2 separate regions of the Zea mays genome follow, and region 2 is linked to region 1. A link is a contact called in public Hi-C data. All regions are on one chromosome and are shown on one strand. Each heading gives the region's core, a stretch centred on a gene start, on an enhancer-like site or on the middle of the called end of the contact. The rest is flanking DNA. Distances are from core to core; before and after follow the strand shown. Region 1 has its middle 17 kb from the start of LOC542088. Region 2 overlaps LOC100216660 (Armadillo/beta-catenin-like repeat).

What was found. Hi-C and Micro-C count contacts between places; a contact is called where the count stands out from the background.
Region 2: a contact with region 1 is called in a Hi-C map of tassel, with 3 times the contacts expected there. The contact joins two enhancer-like sites. A contact is called at or near these places in 3 of 25 Hi-C or Micro-C datasets (ear, root tip and tassel).

Annotation. Positions count from the first base shown.
Region 1 is chr2:134,574,499-134,580,452 of Zm-B73-REFERENCE-NAM-5.0, forward strand. No RefSeq gene overlaps it. Among protein-coding and RNA genes, the nearest start is that of LOC542088, 17 kb to the right of the region's middle. Within about 2 kb of position 2,258, at least 14 of the 20 cell types and tissues checked have an H3K27ac peak or open chromatin away from gene starts, as enhancers often do. A contact at or near this core is called in ear and tassel, where this site is marked.
Region 2 is chr2:134,808,954-134,814,907 of Zm-B73-REFERENCE-NAM-5.0, forward strand. LOC100216660 (Armadillo/beta-catenin-like repeat) reads right to left here. Exons shown (of 8, transcript NM_001359475.1): 5 at 3,712-5,954; 6 at 2,976-3,430; 7 at 2,783-2,899; 8 at 2,132-2,671. The coding sequence ends at 2,513. Among protein-coding and RNA genes, the nearest start is that of LOC100216660, 10 kb to the right of the region's middle. Within about 2 kb of position 2,203, at least 8 of the 20 cell types and tissues checked have an H3K27ac peak or open chromatin away from gene starts, as enhancers often do. A contact at or near this core is called in ear and tassel, where this site is marked.

The DNA of each region.
Region 1 (5,954 bases), core at 1,008-3,507:
AATCTGGGGCCGCATCCAACAACCCTCCTGAAGGGTTCAGCCCAACGCAGCACCAGACCAACCGCCTACCTCCATGAGTTTTATGTTTTCAGTGTTGAATACTTATGTCTGTGTGTTTGAAGACTTCAAAACTTGTGTTAGTCACTTATGTTTGTGTTGGATACTTATGTCAGAGCTTGAGACGTATGAGACTTATGTTTGTGTTGGGTACTTGTGTTGAACACTTATGTTTGTGATGGATATTTATGTTTGTGTTGGCTATTTATGTTTGTGATGATACCTGTGATGTATATATGTGATATATATGTGATATCTTTTGTTTGTGTGGATGGAATACAAAAAACAAATAAAAAAGGTGCATACTGGTCACTTTGCCGAGTGTTACACTCGGCAAAGAGGTTCTTTACCGAGTGTCAAGACCATAGCACTCGGCAAAGAACCAAGACCTGGGCACCGGTATAGGTTATTTGCCGAGTGTAATGTCTCTGACACTCGGCAAAGAACCTGACATGGGGACCCTCCCTGGCAGGTTCTTTGCCGAGTGTCCCAGGTGGCACTCGGCAAAGATTGATTCTTTGCCGAGTGCTACTGGGCAGACACTCGGCAAAAGTAACTTCTTTGCCGAGTGTCACTAGTGTCACGAGTGACACTCGGCAAAAACACCGTCTTCATCACCCCGTCGCCGTAACGGCTGCCTTTCTTTGCCGAGTGCTCCCTGGCACTCGGCAAACCTCTTTGCCGAGTGCCCGAGAAAAAGTACTCGGCAAAGAAGGCTTTGCCGATGCACTGTTTGCCGAGCCTTCTTTGCCGAGTGCGACACTCGGCAAAGCCTTTGCCGAGTGTTTTTAAGGCTTTGCCGAGTGCTTCGGGCACTCGGCAAAGCGCTCGTTTCCGGTAGTGTTAGTAATGATTTAAAAGAATCAAAACATCAAAGAACAATTGAAAACTAAGATTCAATCTAGAATCAAAATCAAGAACACAATTGATCAACAAAGAGAGGAATAATCTTACCGTACTAATTTTGCACAATATCACCTAGATTTGAATACAAATGTGCTTCTTCAAAGCACTAGCAAGTTGTTCGTTGAAAACTCTAAAATCCTAGATTAACCTCTGTTGAGCACCATTTGTGGCATTGGATGCGTTAGGACAATCCGCCCTTAGACGCGGACAGTCCATGATTAGATCAGAACATGCGAATTAAGCTCCTATATCCACGCATGTTTATTCCTATAAACTCGTGGGAGTTGTTGGAAGACGGCTAGGAACGGGTCCAGACTTACCCCTTATATATTTGAAGGGGTACGACCGATTTACAACCAACAATCGAATCATATCAATATATCTTCTGTTCCTTTACTTTTTGCCCTACGAATAGATAGGAACATAGCCTTCTTCACCTCAATCTTCACCTCTCTTCGACTCTACGTTGTCTATAGGCGTCTTGGTTGGCCTGCCAATCCCAATACAAACCTAGGATCTCTTCTCCCTGATGGGTCCTGGGGGGTCAGATCCAGGTGTTGTTGGTGAACACCGCCACCTCTGCGCACGCGCGGACCGTTCGGTCACTAGACGCAGACCGTCTTGCTCGACACAGAAGACTCCGCCCCTGCCACAGATCACAGACCGTCCACGCTGTCGAAGAGAGCACCGCCATTGGTATACCTCACAGTGATGGCGCCTAGATCGGCGCCAACAATCTCTACTAGATTTAATTTATAAGTCTAGACTCTTTTTTAATCTCCTCTCCCTGAATAAAAACGAAATCTACTTTTCTATGTATATAGTGATAGGAGTCCTTATTCGTCACACATCTGACTCGAATTCCACGGGCCAGCTAAAATCGGCCTGGATTCGATTTACATCATGACCTGTTCGTATCGACGGGTTGGCCTGTTTTCAGGCTCCTTCTAGGTGGAATAAATTGGTCTAGTTTGGAGTTCGGTTGGGGCCATTTCAACCGTTTGTTTAGGCCTGAATTGGAAGCAAAATAAGTCCGGTTTAAACTTTCCCCTCCCTCCATGGTCTAGAACAAAGCCTCGTGTTGTCTCTTCCTGATAGAATCCGAGCCACAATAGCGCAATTTCACCAGACTTTGAATCACATGGATCCACTCTATTTGAGCCAGAAATAAAAACAGGTATCTTTTTATACCGTAACAAACAAACGGGTCCTCAATCAACCCCGATCCAGACTCTTCTCTTTCGGCTTGAACCACCATAGCGCCAATTCAGCTGGGCCGCCGAACTCTCCTTGGCCCACCCCACTCCGCCTGAGCACCAGCTGCCCGACGCCTTGGCAGAGCAACTTCACGCGCTCGCCACAGCTCCCCGTCCGTGCTACAGGTCCAAACACATGCAAGCTAGCATCTTTTAAGCGTCTGCTACTTGCTTGCTTGTGCAAATGAGTGCATGCTAGCATGCACACCATCATGATATGCCAATAATCAAATGCCATTAGCAATTGCTAATTAAGATGGCTAGGCATACGGCGTACATATGCACATGCACGTTAGCCAAGATGACACCATCTTCACGCTACGATCGCTCACGTTTCTCGACACTCGTGTCCTCACGTGACGTGACCATACACCACACTGCGGCTCTAACGCAACATGACTTTTCATTTGCACCGTTCTCAAGCTCGAACGTCCCACGTGATATACTGGCTGGTGATCTCAGTTTCTCTTTGAACTTAGTACTGAAACCTCAGTTCCCCCTAAACTTAGTTTTAGCCTATCACCGACCAGGGTCGTGCCTGAGGTAGGGCGGGAGGGGCGGCCGACCTGGCCCCCATCTCCCGGGGGCCCCACCGCACACAAAGTCCAATAAGAATATAGGATAGAATCGGATATTATTTACATACCAATATATTTTTGAGTTTGTTAGGAAAATGGATTGCTATCACAATATATTTGTTGCTTATCGGATATTATTTACTATACCAATAACTGTGGCATCAGCTGAAAGGAGCTTCTCAAAGCTTAAGTTATTGAAGAATTATTTAAGGCCTGCAATGTCTCAAGAAAGGTTAGATGGGCTAGCAACTTTATGTATTGAGAAGAAATTATTAGATGATGTCAATATTGAAGCCATCATTGATGATTTTGCATCTAGAAATGTTAGAAGACATTTTTAAATTGATCTCTAAAATATATTTAAGGTAATAATCTTACTTATATTTTTTACTGCTCAAGTCTTTCTGTGGTACATCAAGTATAATAAGTTGATACTCCCCCATTTTTTTAGTTGTCGCTGGATAGTTCAATTTTGTACTATCCAGCGGCAACTAAAACGAAACGGATGGAGTATATATAATAGTAAAAAATAGTTTTTATGGTGTTGGGGCCTGTGTTTATAATCTTGTCCCGGGCCCCTCAAAAGTCAGGAACGGCCCTGTCACCGACCATGTTCTATCTCAAGCAAAACGGGCACATGAACAACACAAGCAACCGTATACGAGCATAAGCCCGCGACTTGATTCAAGCTTAATCTACATAACACCACTTCACCGAGTATGTTACAACAATATCAACCAGCATGTTAACACACATGCATAAATCAAAACCATATATTTGAACATATGCATTTTGACCTAAAGCATGTAACTCACTTTGCGATGACAATAATAATACTTTATCACAATGTTCCATTGTCAACTAAGACAATGTCTCCATCGCACACGATTTCACAAATTGTATTTCTTGTTTACATTATATCTGAATACGGTAAAGTTTAGACCCCAACGACTATATATGCTTTGTGGTTGCTAACTATACATATGGTCTATTAATGTACAAGAGTAGAAATGCACATTTGGATGTATTTGAGTAGTGGCACATTTCGGCTAAAAAGATCAATGCAGATCAGGAAATGGTGAACCTGTAGCAAGATATCTTTCTCACGCACGCATAAGTTATCTTCTAAAAAAAGTGCACAGGAAGTTTCAACAACCCATATGTGATAGTCACGCTATAAAAATTGGGCTTCGCTCATCACCAGCTGTGGCTGTGGGACTAAGCTTTCTGATCCTCACATGTACACCTATTTTGTCCTGAGTATAGAATGTTGTCTACGCACACGCAAGTCCCTGTCAGGTGCACGCTAAAGCAATGGTATTCCTGGAAACGACGTACGGGCGGGAATTGTTTCTTTTGTTAAGTAGAGGTTATGTTATCCTATTATACAGAGTGGCTTCATTTATTCCTTTCCCTTGTTGAAACACAAGCAAATTACAGCCACTTTGGGATGCAGAAGAATTTTACAAGGATCAGTTCATTTTCGTAGAAAAAACACAGGAAATAGAAAAAAAATCCCTGTATTCTAAATGGGGCCGTAATTTTTTTCCCAAAAAACTCAAATGCCAATTCTGTATATTTCCTGCGTCTTTTGATCTTCTTTTATTTTCATCCCAGTACACCATGTCTTCTTTTATTCTCCAAAAAAATCCCAGTATGCTAGTGAGAACAATTTTATTGGCACTATGGATTCCTGCAAATGAAAAAATAGAAACTATTTATATAATACAAAACATACACTAAATGGTCCGATAAAAAAATAAAAATAACTACTAAGTGGAAAATACATATGGAATCCAAGGTCAATTTTCTCAAGGTGTACATGTTCCGAAGTGTCCATTTGTGGGTTTCTAGAAATAAGTATCTAATTTGGATGTACATCTGATTTGTTGGTTGCTTGTACATCGCTACTATCTATTACTATAAAATTTCCATAAAAGAAAATGTATGTATAGATCCACTCAACAGTTGAGAGTTGAGATAAACAGTTGTGCACAACATTCCAATATACAAACAGTATCATTGCATGATAAACTCAAAATGTTAAGAGGATACATTCCAAGTATATATGCTACCGCACATTAGAAAATAATACTCACTATGTCCCAAATTTAAATTCGTTTTACCTTTTTATTAGATTTATACAATAGTAAATTATCATACATATGAATATAGACATAAAATTCTAAAACTAAAACGACTAATATTTAGAAACAGAGAGAGTTTATGTAAATTATGCCATGTCACCTAAAAACACCATTTCTTTTTTGTTCTTTTTAGGTGTATATATATAGAACAAGTTTGCAAGTTATATTTTTTAAGCATTGTCTGAATATAACTATCCAATTGACATACGAAACATGCATGTGAGTAGGATGGTCTCGTTTTAATAAAATAACTTCATTTTCCACTCAAACGTCACCTGTACTTTAAAAGCACTTGTACAGTCAATTGGTATCCCTTTTGTACAAGCGTTTAAGCAATCGCCACTCATGTTCATGTTCCAACCTCTGTAGTCTGCAGGAATGGTACAAAAGAAAGCAGCGCAAACAATATATATATTTGACACACCAGAGCCAACCTCACAAAGCCAGAATAGTCAAATTTATTTCGCAAAGCATATGTGCGTTTATTTGCTTCTAATATTGAAATCTTCTGATTAACAAAATATGCACAGAGAAAAATACTACTTAACCCTCCGAGCTATTCGAGGCAGATCAGCAACTTCTTAGGCCTTCCTCCTCTCATCTAGCATCTTCCAGGAATATATCCTCTGGGCTTGTTTGGCACTCAAAAGAATTGCCCATACCCTAACAATGTTCTCGGGATTATGGCCTGAGAAGATGAATCGTTTCTCTTTCTTCTCCAATAGAGTTGTTAAAAAGTGTGTTAATGCAAAAAAAAAAATCTCAAACCTCGAGCTAGAATGCATCGATAATCATGAGCTAGCGTCGGCGTGGCCACGACCTAGGTAAGCTGCTCCCACACTCCGGTGTGCATCCGGTCACTTAGGCTTTGTTCAGATATTATAGTATTGATCCCAATCCACATGTGTTGAAGTGAATTAGGATGCAAATTAGTTTAAGTTACACCTCAATCTAGCTCAATACATATGGATTATGGTCAATAGTAGCCTACCCAAACTAGGCATCAGACG
Region 2 (5,954 bases), core at 953-3,452, 230 kb after region 1:
CGATCGGCGAACCAGATGCGCCCCGACGAGATGAACGCAGCGGTACCCTCAGATTCCTCGGACGATGTACGGATTGGGAATAATTGCTCGCCGAAGTTGTCGCTGGAGTTGGAACCGCTCCGAACTTCGGCGAGCAATTCCAGGAGCTGGGAATTGAATCTAAGAAAACAGTTTCGTGCTCTAGAACGGGCTCGATGAGAAGCCGGACATGTATATATATATATATAGGGTTCGGACGAGATAGATTTGGTTAAAATTCGGATTTTACCATTTTTTAAAAAATTCAAAAAGCCTAGAAATCTATATTTTGTGCTCAAAATATTATAGATGCTTTCAAAAATTCCAGGAAAAATCCTAAAATGTCTTGGCACCTAATGAACTAAAAAACATACTTAGAGTTTCTAAAAAAACAATTTTAAGTACCTCAATTAAATAGGTTTTGGTTTCCGAAAAAATAGAAAAATATCCCGAAAAATATGAAAATCTATCGAGAGCGTCTATAGGATATACTAACATGTTTCAAACACTTTTTGCACATAGAAACACCATGCAAAAGTTGAGCAGATTCTAGCCATCGAGGGTATTTTACCCGAAGATGTTTTGCCGAAATTAGTCTTTGAAGCGGCGGTGGAGAAAAAGCTTTGAAGTCACCTAATATTTTGGCAGCACGAGGTTTAGGGTAGTTAATGTGACTCACCCCACCTGCTCTATCGCTTTTATACTAAGAAATGGGCACGAAAGGGCGCGAGCCATGGAAAAATTTGCGCGCGTGGACGATAGCCCTTCCACCTTCTCCCTATCTAGTGGACCGCGAGTTTGGCTCCATTTGTATCGAAGTATTTGTTTAACCTTTTCGATAACGAGCTTTGGGAAGTTGTTTTTCGAACCGTCAGCACAAGGCCTCCTAGATATATTTTTTGTGTTCCTGGCTCGATATGAAAAAACGAGTTCATCCCGCAAGGGGCTACTGTTGAGGCCTAGTCTGCCGAAGATCATCAAAACACCTAACCTTCGGCATAAGAAAATGTGTTTCATGCACACAACGAAGGGTGGACGAAGATAGCCTTTGGCCGAAGCAGCCTAAAAAGAGGCTTCGACTGGGCACGTATGTGGCGAAGGAATGAGCCGAAGTCACCAGCTTCGGCGTGGAAAAGGATTTCTATGCAAAGCGGTGATGGAGAAGGCATCTAGTTGTGCAGCAAGAAAGAAAGAGAAAAGACATTGATGCCCCCATAATATTTTGTAAATCATAATTTTAAACTTTACATGAAGTTGTGCCTCTTCTCTATAAATAGGTGAACAGTTTCATGCATACATTCACCTTTTGGAGGATCCTAGGCTTCATTCTTCTTAGCTTTCGAAGTATGTTCGAGCTGTCTCACTTGTAAAGCTGAAGGTATGCCTGTAAATTTATAATATATAGAGGAAGATAGAATGAAGAGTGTTAAAACACATAAGATGGGTAACAAACTTTGTTCTCCATCATGTTTCCATACATTGTTACTTTGTCTTCACTCCCTCTTTTTTACCTACCCCCTAAATCACCCTTTTTAGAAGAGGTAATAAAAAAAGAAGGTCATCACTCTTTAACTTATATCTGACTTACTTTTTATACTATATAGTAATCAAAATCAAGCGACCAATAGGAGTTATGGTTACAATAGATACGACCTGGACGGTCGATGCCAAAGCCGCCAAGTCTGCAGCTTTATATTGTCAGGCTGTCAGCCTGCAGCCTTGTTCTACCTTTCAAGAAAGATAAAAGTTTAACCAAATCAATAAAAAGAAAATACATAGGCAGCCACGGCACACTCTGCGACTTCCGCTACGTTGACCACCAAGTACTACTACAGTATAGCATTCAAATGTGTTAGCATATTGTGGGACCGTTAAAACATTGGTTCAGGCTGCCAGCAAGCAGTACTGGTATGTGGCGTGTTTGGTTTTGCAAATAGTATTGTTATTACCATGTAACCTGAGACAGTTTCGCCAAACATCAAACTTCTGCCGAGATGGAAGAAAAAGGTACCTCAGATTCCTCGTACCGCTGGTACGGCTATGGCAAGGTGGATGTAAAAAAAAAGTTTTGCGTAGCCAGAACCAAACAGGTAAACAAACATGCCTGACAAATAGAACAGTGCCAAGCTCAGCCATGTGTATCCTGAGGCTACAAGTGCCGGAAACACACCCACGGGAGCAAATATCACGCCACACATCACACCCAATGTTACTGTCACTAGGGCTTGTCCGTACTCACCACCAATCTACACTAAGCTATAACTACATGAAATAAATTCACCTGTACAAAAAAAAATACCCGGGTGCAAAATCAGTTTACAGCAGCAGGGCCACAATCCCGGAAATGACCTCAATAATTGAATGATGGCGCGAGTTATCTAAGTGTCTTAACTTTCTACGTACAAATAAATGAATTCGGATGATTATGGGGGGGGGGCTGATTTACATGGAAGCCAAGAGTACAAGAATTGGCGTCAGGTAAATCATCCGTACGCTACATACAGTCGTTGGATGGCCTATTGGACCATACGATCTCTATCTCTAGGGTCCTTGAGCCGTCCTTACCTCCGTCGTGGCTGAGGCTGAAGAACCCGCTGTATACACCCTCGGTGACAACCTTGTCGATCTGGATGGTCACTCTTCCAAGGGTTGACTGCAATGGAAGTACCAACATTTGAGAAAATAACACACAAGAATCACAGGCAATAAATAAGCCAAGGACCAAGAGAAGAAGGCATGACATTCTTACGAGTTACGACCATACCTTTCCAAACGTATTTTTGCTTTTGCATATGATGTAGAGCTTCTGCCCTTTAGGGGCCACGTCAAATAACCAAGTGAAACCCTCGTTCCAAGCTGGGCACATGCTGTGGTTTACCACCTGACGTTCAGCACAGACATAAGTAACCAACTGCACCGCAAATTAACTATTGAGTACAATTATCTACAAGAATTACCTTAGTTTGCCTTGGAGGACCATTTCCTATTTGCAGGCAACAAAATGCATTTGTACCCCCCATTGTCTGTTTCAGATTATTCCCACGAATGATGGTCACTGTCAAGCAACCAGGCAAGCAATGAAGCAAACTATCGGCTCTCTCGTGAAAACTGGGAGGACATGTCTTCATAAGCATTTGTAGTACAGGTATGGCTTCAGCTGAAATCAGGGACTGGGCTTTAGCGATGTCTTCATTCATTTGCGGCCAAGATTCTTTAAGCAAGCAAAGGGTGTCAAGCACGCTCTCTTGGGCAGCCTCATTTCCATCCTTCAAAGCACAAACCAGGTGTGGTATGCACAAGGTTGCGGCCTCAGAAAACCGAACCTTTTTGAAGTTGCTGAATATCACATATATGGTCTTCAGAATAACTTCATTGATAGTTGACGTAGAGAGCAGCTCTCTCTCTAAGGCAGCTGATACAAATTGTATTTGACATTAGAAAATAATCAAATCGATCCATCAGCAAGCAGGATAACACCCATAAGCATTTGCAATTCAATCATTTCATAACTTAATGCATCTGCTTTTATTAGATATTCTTGTCTATAGTAACAAAGACAAAATGGCAAATGGAAAAAAAAACATTTCATTTTCAAAATAGAAGGGCATGAAACTTCACCCATGGACATGAGCAAATACACATTTTAAATAAGAATATCATGGACACACTTCACCATTAAGATTGCCGACTCACCAGTAAGAGATCGAATAAGCTCATTCGACACGTATTCTTGCAGCGTATGATTTGAAAATAGGTACTTCATTAGAAGGGCAGCCTGTCCTGAAATATCCACATTTGGTGAAAGAAGCAATTCTTGCACAACCAAAATGCCCCCAGCTTCAGCAACAGCACGCCTATTTGTCCTGCTGTGCATCACTAAGCTTTGCAGTGCACAAATAGCAACTGTTGTCATGTCATCCGTAGGCTGGTCCTCAAGTAGGCTTACAAGAGCACGGCAGGCAGACACAGAGTCACTTGCCCTTGCAAGAGCTTCATGCTGGAAAATGTCACCTAGTGCAAGAGTAACCAGAAACTTTGCTGACTGGTTCTTAGATTGAGGATCTAACAGGTACTGTGCCAGTGGAGCAATAGCATACTTGGCAACTTTTGTTTCACGGACCCTTGAATTGTTTATCAGGGCTTCAAGCAATCTTGCTGCAGATTCCTCACATCGATGGCTCTTCAGGAGCTCCAAGAGTGCCCGTACTGCCCCAGCCTCAGCCATGGCCACAGCACAGCGTGAGCTACTTTTCTCTTGAACAAGTAGAGCACTGAGAGCTATCGTGACGGTACTCTCCATGGTGGAGTTCAGCAATCTCACAAGTACAGCCATTGAGACTTTGACATAGTTGTCAGAATTATAACGCAGAACATTGCATAACACAAGTGCTGCAGATTCCCATAATGCTTGACTTGGCTGAGGATCATCCTGGACAATTACCTTTGAAAGTTCAAAAATTCCACCTGCATCGGCTACTGCCTTGGGCCAACTCTGTGAGATGTTTTCAAGTGCTTTAACTGCAGTTTGTTGTAAGCTCAAGATTCCAATACCAGCAAGCTGCACCAGAGGAACAACTGCATTTTTTGTAGTGATATCCTGTTGAAAATGTTCCTGTTCTAGAAGATGTGAGAGCACCTCAGTGCCAAGTTGCTGAATTGCTTGAGAGGGAGACTCAAGAAATGATATTAAAGGCTCAATTATTTGACTGGGAGTCAACTTCAATGCTGCTAGACTCTGAGGTTTCTCCAAAATATTTACGAGTGCTTGCAAGGCACTGTGCTGATCCCACATAGTAACATCAGGGCGACGTAAAAGCAAGAAAAGTGGCTCCACCATTTTTGCAGCAGCAGAACTTTTAGCAATGCCACTGTTGTTTGTCAAAATGCGAAGCAATTCAGCAATGGATGAACTAACAGATACAGGAACATCAAGAATCATATCAAGTGCATGCTCAATGATACCAGCTTTAACCATGTCAAGCTTGCAGTTTGGACGATCCTTGCCCAACTTTATGAGAGCACCGATACATGCTTCAGACAACTGATAGTTTGTACCAGGAACAAAACTGACAAGAAGATCAATAACTTCGCTAGTTGCAGCAATTTCTGCATTGTAGTCCTCATCCAGTAATCTGTTTAGAGCACAAACTGCTGGTTCAATAGCCAAACTAGATCCTGATGTCATCAGTGATATCAGGGGTTGAAGACATTCTGTTGCAATTGGTGATGCACGTACAGTTGAGTTCTCAAATAAAATATAGCAGAGTTGAGCAGCATCCTTCTTCAGCTCCAATGACGAACTGAAGGATAAAACTTTGTAAAGATTTTCAAGTGTGTTGCCTTCTACATCAAACATAGCAGAATCCTTAGCGATGTTCCCAGCAGAAAGCTTGATAAGCGCACCAAGTGCTGCCTGCTGTTCTATTTCAGTTCCTGACTCAAGCATGTCAAGTAGTGGTTGAATAGCTTGCCGGGCCACTTCGGTGTCCCTTATATTCTCTGAATCAAAGAGTTTCTGCAACGTCCTTACTGCACTAAGCCTAGAACTTCTCGAACCCAAACGCAAGACAGCTACCAGCTGATTTGAAGTGCTACGTGATGATTCATGGTAAAGAAGATCAGGATTAGTGTATAAAATCCCCAACAGATTGGTTATAGTAGTTTCAGTTGAGTCTTGAGGGCTTAAAGATAGATACTTAGTCAAGGCATCCAAAGCTCCAGCCTCTGCCATAGCAATTTTATTTGACTCACTACCTTCCGCTAGTTGAGTCAGAAGGTGCAAAGCAATCAGAGGTGCACCTGGCCTATCTGGCATTGGTTTAAGTAGATCCACTAGCAAGGGTATGGACCTCCGGGCGGAAGCACCAGTGCAGACATCTTCAAGCTCAAAAAGGCTTCTCAACATTATTTGACATGGATTGTCTGACAACTTGAAT